Linked DNA regions of Anser cygnoides: region 1 is linked to region 2. Evidence: chromatin contacts called from public Hi-C data. All regions are on one chromosome and are shown on one strand. Each heading gives the region's core, a stretch centred on a gene start, on an enhancer-like site or on the middle of the called end of the contact. The rest is flanking DNA. Distances are from core to core; before and after follow the strand shown. Region 1 holds the start of ANGPT2 (angiopoietin 2). Region 2 has its middle 24 kb from the start of TMEM14A.

Region 1 (4,130 bases), core at 825-3,324, 140 kb after region 2:
ATTTCAATGTACTGAAAAGTGGACATGACTATGCAGAAAGGTTTTGAATCTTTAACAATGCAGGTACCTGTTGCATTAATTTGCTTTGCTGTTGCAACAGGAAGTGGAATGGATGGGAAATGTCTACTTTTTATGCCAAACCCTACAAATATCTACATTTTGTGGAAAATATTCTTGGCTGATATAGTCAAGAACTCCAAACATCTCTCTCCATTTCCACTGGCTGGAAGGATGAAGGATGGCAGATGAACACCTCACAGGAAGCAAATCTGGCAAATTGGTTGCGCAGGTCACAGTCCAACTCTAAGTCAAGCCTTCCTGGGACACTCCAGAATTGAATTTTAGAGATTGCCCTTTCCAGAGGTAACAACATGTTACGTAAAGAAATCCCAACAACTTCCAGCAATGTAAGCAAATGCATTTTAGCTGCTACAACAGTTTTTGACAACCCCTGAACACAATTTTCATGACATAAAAAGTAATTCATACATTCATACACTAAATAAAACATAGCACGTTGTATAGGAAAGTCTGTCCTAAGAGATCATGAGGCACACAGGGATTTTCCACATATAATAGGAATTTTGGTCTCTAATCCGTGTTAGCTGGCCTAGTGTGGCATTCCCTTTGTTTATTTTAATTATGAAAAATTTACAGCTTCCAAACCCAAACCTAGAAGAACTTTCCGGCAGTTTCTCTTCAGGAATCAATATCCTATTCCAAGAAGCCATTTTCTGCAACAGAGAAAGTGAACTCCTCTAAAATTTCAGTGAAATCAGCTCTTTCCCAGGGTTTGGTAAATTGGTTAGTAATTTTCTTCTTTTTCAAGATCACTAGGAGTGGGAAGGAAGGAGAAGCTCCTTTTTACTGCCTTTTCATACAGCCAAATATTTACTTTATGAGATTTTCCCTCACCTTTTCCAGGTATATCCCTCTTCCGAGGGCCCAGAAAGGGGCTAGCAAAAGCTGACAGAATAACTGCTTTTCACCCATGCCACATCCTGAGTGCCTGACTTCTACTTGCTCTGTAAAGTTGTTCATTTTTCAGTCCCAGCTGACTTTTGATTTGCAGCTGTTGTTAATATTATCGCTTTCAGAGTTAGCTGTTTAATATAGCCAAATTAAAAAAAAAAAAAAGGCTTGAAAACATTTAGTTCTTGAAATGATTAGAAATGATTATTCAGGTCAGAGATTCAGTAAAGTACAGAGGCTGCATTTGACTGAAAACTTTTAATTAAACCCCCCCTCTTGTTCTCTTTGCAAGGATGTGCCCAAGCCTGCTTTTGCATGCCTAGGAGAGTGTCTTTCTCTATAATTACACAACATATAAACCACAAGCTAAATTACATCTTGGTTCAGTGTATCAAAAAAAAAAATAATCCTTTAAGAAGAACAAACAAGCACAGGAACTTTTTTTTTTTATTATTATTTTTTTTCTTAGCTATTTGACAGCGTTTTAAAAATGATCGCCGCTGCAAAGAGTTTACAAGCTCCCTCTGCAAACATAGTTGGAGGCGATCGGAACTGATTTCTCAGCCTAGGAAATTCTTAATGAGAGCTGCTGCTGCTGCGGGGACGCGCAGGGGTCCCGTAAGAGCCGCTCCTCCCCAAGGGCTCTCCGACATCCCACGCTGGGCTGCGCGCTCGCCTTTTATTCCGAGGGCGAGAGACCCCCCCGTGGGCAGATAGCAGCTCGGGAGGGAGGAGCGGAGCTCTCCACATGTCTGCCTTCCCTTATCAACTTATCATATAAGGAAAGGAGAGTGATTGATTCGTTTGCCGAGCGGTAAAATCAGGACGAAGCCGTAGCAGAAGGAAGCGTTGAGGCTTTTTTGGGGGGAAAGGAAGGCAGAGCCTGCAGCCACGGTGGGACTGCTCTTCCTTTCTGCATCTGACAGCTGAGGGCACGACTGGGGGGAGGACGGCGTGGGACTGGGACGGCCAGAAAGTCCAGCCCTCGTTCAGACGACACATGGCAGCAGAGCACTGAATTTCTGCACAGGTTAACCTCAGTCGGGGCTCCTGTCAGCACACCAAGGCGCTCCGGATCTGCTGGCTGGCCGCAGGAATTAAAATGCAGCTGACTGTTTACTTCACTTGGAGCTGCAGCATTTTCCTAGCTTCGGGATACAACTCCTTCAGTAAAAGCATGGAGACTATCGGCAAGAAGCAGTACCAGGTTCAGCACGGGTCGTGCAGCTACACCTTCCTCTTGCCCGAGACAGACAACTGCCGATCTTCCAGCTCTTACGTCTCCAACGCCGTGCAGAGGGACGCACCTCTAGACTATGATGATTCAGTTCAGAGACTGCAACTACTTGAAAACATCATGGAAAACAACACCCAGTGGCTAATGAAGGTAGGATAACATTTCTATCCTAAAAATTATGTTTATAATATCTCATTACCTATTTATTTTTTTAAAGTTTGTAAAACGCACGATCTAAACTAGCTTTCTGAATTGCTTTTCTATTCCACAAGTTGTTTCGCAGTCTGAGAACACAACTTTATAGACTAGCAAGGAACAGATAACTTCACTGTTCTGCAGAGCTTGTGCTTCAAAGTTTGTCATTGCATTTGAATTGCTTGGACACATACTGATTACACAGGCAGTCAGACAGCAAGCACGTCTGAAAATTCTGACATGAAAGAACCAGCTAGTAATTTATAATGAGCTGACAGGGGCTATTTTATCTCTATTTAAACAATATAGAACATGCCTTTATCTGAGGCGGGTCTTAAAAATATATATTTGAAACATGATCTCGAAATTTGCATGGAGAAATTAGCACATGTAAGCCACGCTGACAAAGTGTTGTAATTCAAAGCGAAGACTGCAAGTCTGGCTTGCAGTGAAGTTAGCCTGGTGAAGTGACAGAACTTCAAGAAAGATCATTGGCGGATATCCTTCTCATCCTGTAACACTTCCACTCAAGTATAAAATATTCATGGAAAAAAAATATTCTGGAAAAGGTGTTTTGGATGCCACATAGCTTCCTGTAATGGCACTCCATTGTATCTGAAGGAAAATGATGTTGATTGCCAAAGTGGCAACATGTGTATAATTAGACCTGAAACATCAGAAAAAAATCATACTGCATAAATTCTTAACACTACCCGAAAATAAACCTGATCACAATTCCACATCTTTGTAGGAACTCACTTGATCCTAAATGCTACACTATTCAACATATTTTGATTTAATGAAACTTTATTTGACTGGCACCTGAAAAGGTGCAATAGTATAGTTTAATTGCATCATAAAATCATAATCCTAAATTTGTGCCTTGTACCAAGATGACTATCTTCTAAGCAGTAAATATTTTGAGGGCTTAACTGAGCAGTTGACACAGGAACTGGAAACAATTGTTCAAGTGATGACATAAAGGGTTTCTTTATTGAAGAATGAAATATTTGTTGCAAATGGAGAGAATTCATAATTATCTGCAATGAGTAGCCACTTTTTGATTCTAAGGTTGCTTCATTACAAAAACATTTTGCATTAGGGTTCACTTCTCCCATCATTTACAGAGGTACACAATTAGCATGATAGAATCAAAGAAACCTGCTAGTGAATTTGCGTGAGAAACAGAAGCCACACTTCAAAGCAGAAACAATAGTGCTTTCATCTACCTGAAAATGAACCTTAAGGCTTAAATCCAAAATGCACACACTTGAAGCCTGAAGTGTGGGCAGTTAAATTTGTCTTTGTGGGCTTAGGATGCTTAATGGAGACACCCACATTTTTAAGTGTTGGGTAAAATGTCAGATCAGCAGTCTTTTTTTTTTTTTTTTTTTTTTTTTTTTAATCTCACAGGCAAAACTTCCCTCCACATATGGGCTTATCTGTCTATTTATTAATTTACAGTGCTCACTATTGTAATGTTAAGACCAACATTAACAGATGTGCAGTGCAGGATGAAAAACACACAAAGTAAAACAGCCTAATCTCCCCAGCTGGTAAGCAATTTCCTAACATAAATAGTAAAATCACACACAACGCTCCAGTGCTAAATGCCACTTAAGTAGGCAAACACAGTATCATAAGTGACATCAGGTAAACAGAAAGCAGTAAGCAAATTCCAGTATCCTTATTTAGTAAAAACTATGCTTTTTCCTGTCAGGCTCTG
Region 2 (4,628 bases), core at 1,047-3,546:
GCGCAGAGCAATTTCATTTTTTTTTTCTCAGCAATTTCAACATTTACAGCAATTCTGACTGTGTGTTAGGAGCAGTGTGAAGTGCACAGGGAGGCCCCCGCTAATTCCTGTCACCACTGGGGACAGCTGTGCCCTGGTCTATTATAGGCAGCCCTGCCTTGGTCTATTCTCCCACGTGCCTGGTGACAGGACGAGGGGGAATGGGCTGAAGTTGTGCCAGGGGAAGTTTAGGTTGGATATTAGGAAGAACTTCTTTACTGAAAGGGTTGTTAGGCATTGGAATGGGCTGCCCAGGGAAGTGGTTGAGTCACCATCCCTGGAGGTCTTTAAGAGACGTTTAGATGTAGAGCTTAGTGATACGGTTTAGTGGAGGACTTGGTGGTGTTAGGTCAGAGGTTGGACTGGGCGATCTTGGAGGTCTCTTCCAACCTAGATGATTCTGTGATTCTGTAATTCTGCATCTCCCCAGCATCCAGGGGCTGTCCGAGATCCAGGGCATGGTCCTTCTTTTTGTTGTTTCGTTGTTCTTTTGCTTTTTGTTTTGATTTTTAAATTAGTGCATGGGAGAGAACCTTTGGGCACTTGTCAAATTGTCCTTCAGCTGGAGCCAGAAAAGAACGGTCTTATGTATATGGGAACTGAGGAAACAGTGAGGGGGTACGTTCGTCCTTGTGGCCTGGGGCCTTTGAAAGGGAAGACATAAAGAGCTCTGAACATAACTAATGGGAATTATATAGGATGAACGTGTTGTGGATATTAAATCGTTGCGACTAAATAAAGATGGATTAGATGCAGCTTTTTATGACTGCACAGGAAGAACTGCTGCTTGGAGGCCTTCCCCTCCTTGCCGTCATGCTGCTCGCAGCATTACCAGCCCTGCGAGTTCAGCCATCGGGAAGGTGACGGAGATAGCTGGCAGCCTGGCCTGAACACTCCTTGTTATTAGGTCTGGTCCTTTAATTTTGCTCTCACATTTTCTTCTGCACATTCTGGCAATTAAGAGGCTGTCCCGCTGACCCGAGTACAAGCCAGGGAATAAACAAAGCTGATGCGAGGTGCTGCTGTGCTGTACAAACTGCCTCGCACCAGGGACTGGACTGAGAGTGCTGCTTTCATAAATAGAAATCATCTCCCCAGTCCAAATACTTCTCTGTCTTAAAAAAAAAAAATAAAAAAATAAAAATGCATCAGCAGATTCACCGAACAAAGGGGCAGATGTTCACTGGGTTTCACAGCCCAGAGACATGGGAAAAAGAAGAGCTTGCTGTCTGGCTGCTGGGGAACAAGGGAACAGGGAGGCAGGTTGCACAGCAGGAGCGTCCCTTGGCATCTGCAGCCCCAAATTCACTCCTAGTGCCTGCTGTGGGACTGTGGCTAGAGGAGGAACTCGCTGTCCTTCAGCAAGGAAGCTGGAAAGTCGTGCAGGCAAACTGACGGCTGCTTGGCTCCGGAAAGCTCGGGTGATTTTGTGGAGTGCCTGCAGGTCCTCTGCTGCTCCTGGGTGTAGCAAATCCATACCCATGGCAGAGTTTGCCCTATGCAAGACCTGCATCTGCCCTAATGATTATCTTAGGCTTTCCTTTCCTTTCCTCATTTTGCCGCTTTGTACTGTCTGGGTCCTGATCTCTTCCACATTTTACTATCCTCTTATTCTTTCTCATGCCACTTAAATCAATGAAGTTGATGGAGTGTAAGTGATAGTGAGACCATAACAGAGAAGATTAAAGACATGAAGTTATTTTTACATGCAAAAAAAACCAAAACAACAACAAAAAAATCAACCCAACAAACCAACCAAAAAAAAAAAAAAAAGAACCAGACCAAATATCAAATAACAATATATAAACCAGAATACTAAAGCACGAGGCAAAAACAGATGGGGAAAAAGGTAACCCAAAGTGGAGGGAGGCAAAACAGTACAGAGGGGAGGTGCAGGGTAACACCAAGAGATACAGCAAGGACGTTTGGGGTACCAGAACAGAGCACACACAGGAATACACCGTGTGTCTGGCTAGGAGAACGGTGATGCAGAAACCACAAGGAGGGTGAGGAAACAGAAAGAGGGAAGGCAACACAAAGCAAAGGGGCTAGAAACCTCTAGGACAACTGAGCAGCAGAGAAACAAAGTTGAAAGCTGAGAGCGTGGGAGGCTTTTAGATAAAAACAAGTGCAGAAAAATGTAACGAAATTGTGTGCTGAATTCATTTTGTTCAGGCTCATTTTCTCAGCAGCAGCGATAGCTGCAGCAGCCAGCGATGGAGGAGCTCTCAAGGTCATCTCATCTGACTGCCTGCAGAGCAGAGAGCTTCTCAGAGCCAATAATGTCTTTTATTTGTTTCCCCCGGCTTTTAATAACGACCAGATATAAACCGAGCTGTTGGCAATGTAAGTTATGTGCTCTGTACGCAGTAAAAGCACGTGTAAGATCCCAAAGATAAGGGTGCAGCGGGGAGACAGAGCAGGTTACAGGGTGCAGTAGGCGTATTAGCTAATACAAAAGCTGTAACAACAGTCCGGTGTTTGAGAGGCAATTGCATTTTTTTCCATTTGTCTGCCCTTCCACAGCTCATTGAGAGTACAGGCCTCAAGTCGCTCTGCAAAAAAACCTCTGCAGCACCCAGTCCTCTAACGTGGGACAAGACAAATTCCTCCATTTGCTCGTCCTCGGTTTTCTTTGACCGTGGGCTGCACAGACAGAAATATGCACAGCTGCGCGCGCCGTGCTGCTGAGCACCCACCAGGATGCTCGGACAGCCTGGCTCCACTGCAGGTATTTCATTTTATCAGTTGGAGAAATGCTAATATCATGTAATATAATCCAGCTCCGCTCTCGTCACGCACCGCTCGGCATGGAAACTTAAACACCAGGAATGCTCAGGAGATCATTAACACCACAGGGAGAGTGATCTTGCCTGAGAGGAGAAATAAAACTTACAGCTGTCCAGTGATTTGAGGGTTTAATGCAAGTCTGTTGAGGACTGGGCGGGAGCAATCTGCCCTGAACCCCAAGGGAACGACGTGCTGAACCCAAATGCTGTGGAGAAGCTGGGGGCCTTCAGCTCTGGCAGTGGTGGTGAGACCTGGGGGGTGTCTTGGTTACCCCACCAGCACACCACTGACCGCCCTAAAGTGCATTTTAGAAGTATCCAAAGTAAGACAAGAATAGAGCTTCTGGTATCTTTAGCCTCACCGTGGTTTAGGTTATTCCTTCCAAACACAGGCACATAATTACGCTTCCCAGGCTGCTTGTTTGCTTGGGCAATGGAAATTTCTGGATCACAGTGTGGCATTTAGATGAAATACATCAGACATTGCCTAACAAGACCAATCTTTTTCATGGGAGCATTGCTAAATATAACAGCCTCTGTTATTCTCCTCAGCGCAATACAAGCAGCTCCACACCTGCTGGATGTCAGGAAAACAAAGAGGCCGAGAAAACTGACCCTCCAAAAGGGCAGATCTCTCCCCAAGCCCATCCCCAAAAGGGAGGAGGGCAGGATACCCTCTGTGAGGACATCGAGACACTGAATCCAAACCACACACACGTTGCAGTTGCCTGGGCGAGGCGCTTTGGCAGCTCAGCTATCATTTTTAACAGCCCCCAGGAAGGAGGAGCAAGAGGGTCTGGGCTCCTCTATCTCCTCCAAGGGAGTCCAGGTCAGCTGTAGCTGTGAATATCGTGGATGTCTCGAATTATCTGAGACGAGTGCGATGCCAAATGCTTTGTCTGCTCAGATGTAGCTCCCAGGCCTGCTGATCACCACCCACGGATTTAAAATCAGACACCTTCTTTCTAGTCAGGACAGCCAAGAAGGGAGAGGAGGAATGCAGGGAGCTTGGCATGGCATCCAGAGGCAGAACAGCCCACGCTAGTGATCCCGCAAAATAATGGGAGGACTAAGCCACGTTTTTTTGATAGAGGAGATGAAAGGCAGACTACAGGGCTCGCTCTTCCTCTCCTTGGTTTTGCTGTGAAATAGGAGACTGGGAGGAAAAAAAGGTGTTTGCTCGTGTAGAGCACAGGAGAGTCAATACATCAAACCCAAGATACGACTCTGTGTGGGTAAAGCAGGTGTAAAACACCCAGCTCACAGGGTGAGCGTTGGCTTAGGTACCCACTTTGCTCCCTGAGAGCACTCAGAAGGCACCACTGGGCTTGCATCGCCCTTGTGCTCGCTCAGCTCCCTCCGTTTGCTTCAGACTGCGGCTAGCTAACCCCTGCGGCACACGCTGGAGACCTTTCGTGATTTATGATGGGGCTGGAATGAAGCTCCAGGGTAGAAATTATTCCGCTGTGCATTAAGTGAGTTTCCTACATAATGCATAGGGCATTAAGGCGTATTACTGTCGCTGCTCTCTGAGCACAGCTAAAGCACAGCTCAGAAAGTGCTTCGCATATTTTCAGTAGGAAATCATAAATCTTGCCTGCTGCTTGGGCAGCCCTCTTCCTCCTCTGCCCTCCCTTCCAATTCTGTCTTCTGAACCTATTTCCATCCTTTCTTTTGCTGCAAACCTGGTCTGCTGCTGCAAATCTGTGCTTTGAGCTTGCCCCAGTTCTTTTTTTTTTTTTTAGGCTGGAATTCATCTCTTTTTGTAAAGTCCTGTGAGCCTGGTGAGTGCAGCTCTGT

What was found. Hi-C and Micro-C count contacts between places; a contact is called where the count stands out from the background.
Region 1: a Hi-C map of granulosa cells shows a contact between it and region 2, with 2.3 times the contacts expected there. The contact joins the promoter of ANGPT2 here to the enhancer-like site in region 2. A contact is called at or near these places in 2 of 7 Hi-C or Micro-C datasets (granulosa cells and liver).

What each region holds. Positions count from the first base shown.
Region 1 is chr3:98,104,363-98,108,492 of Taihu_goose_T2T_genome, forward strand. It overlaps ANGPT2 (angiopoietin 2), which reads left to right and starts at 2,075. Exons shown (of 8, transcript XM_048078044.2): 1 at 2,075-2,359. The coding sequence starts at 2,075. The region is part of intron 12 of MCPH1 (microcephalin 1); the gene reads right to left.
Region 2 is chr3:97,964,740-97,969,367 of Taihu_goose_T2T_genome, forward strand. No RefSeq gene overlaps it. Among named protein-coding and RNA genes, the nearest start is that of TMEM14A, 24 kb to the left of the region's middle. Within about 2 kb of position 2,297, at least 1 of the 3 cell types and tissues checked has open chromatin away from gene starts, as enhancers often do.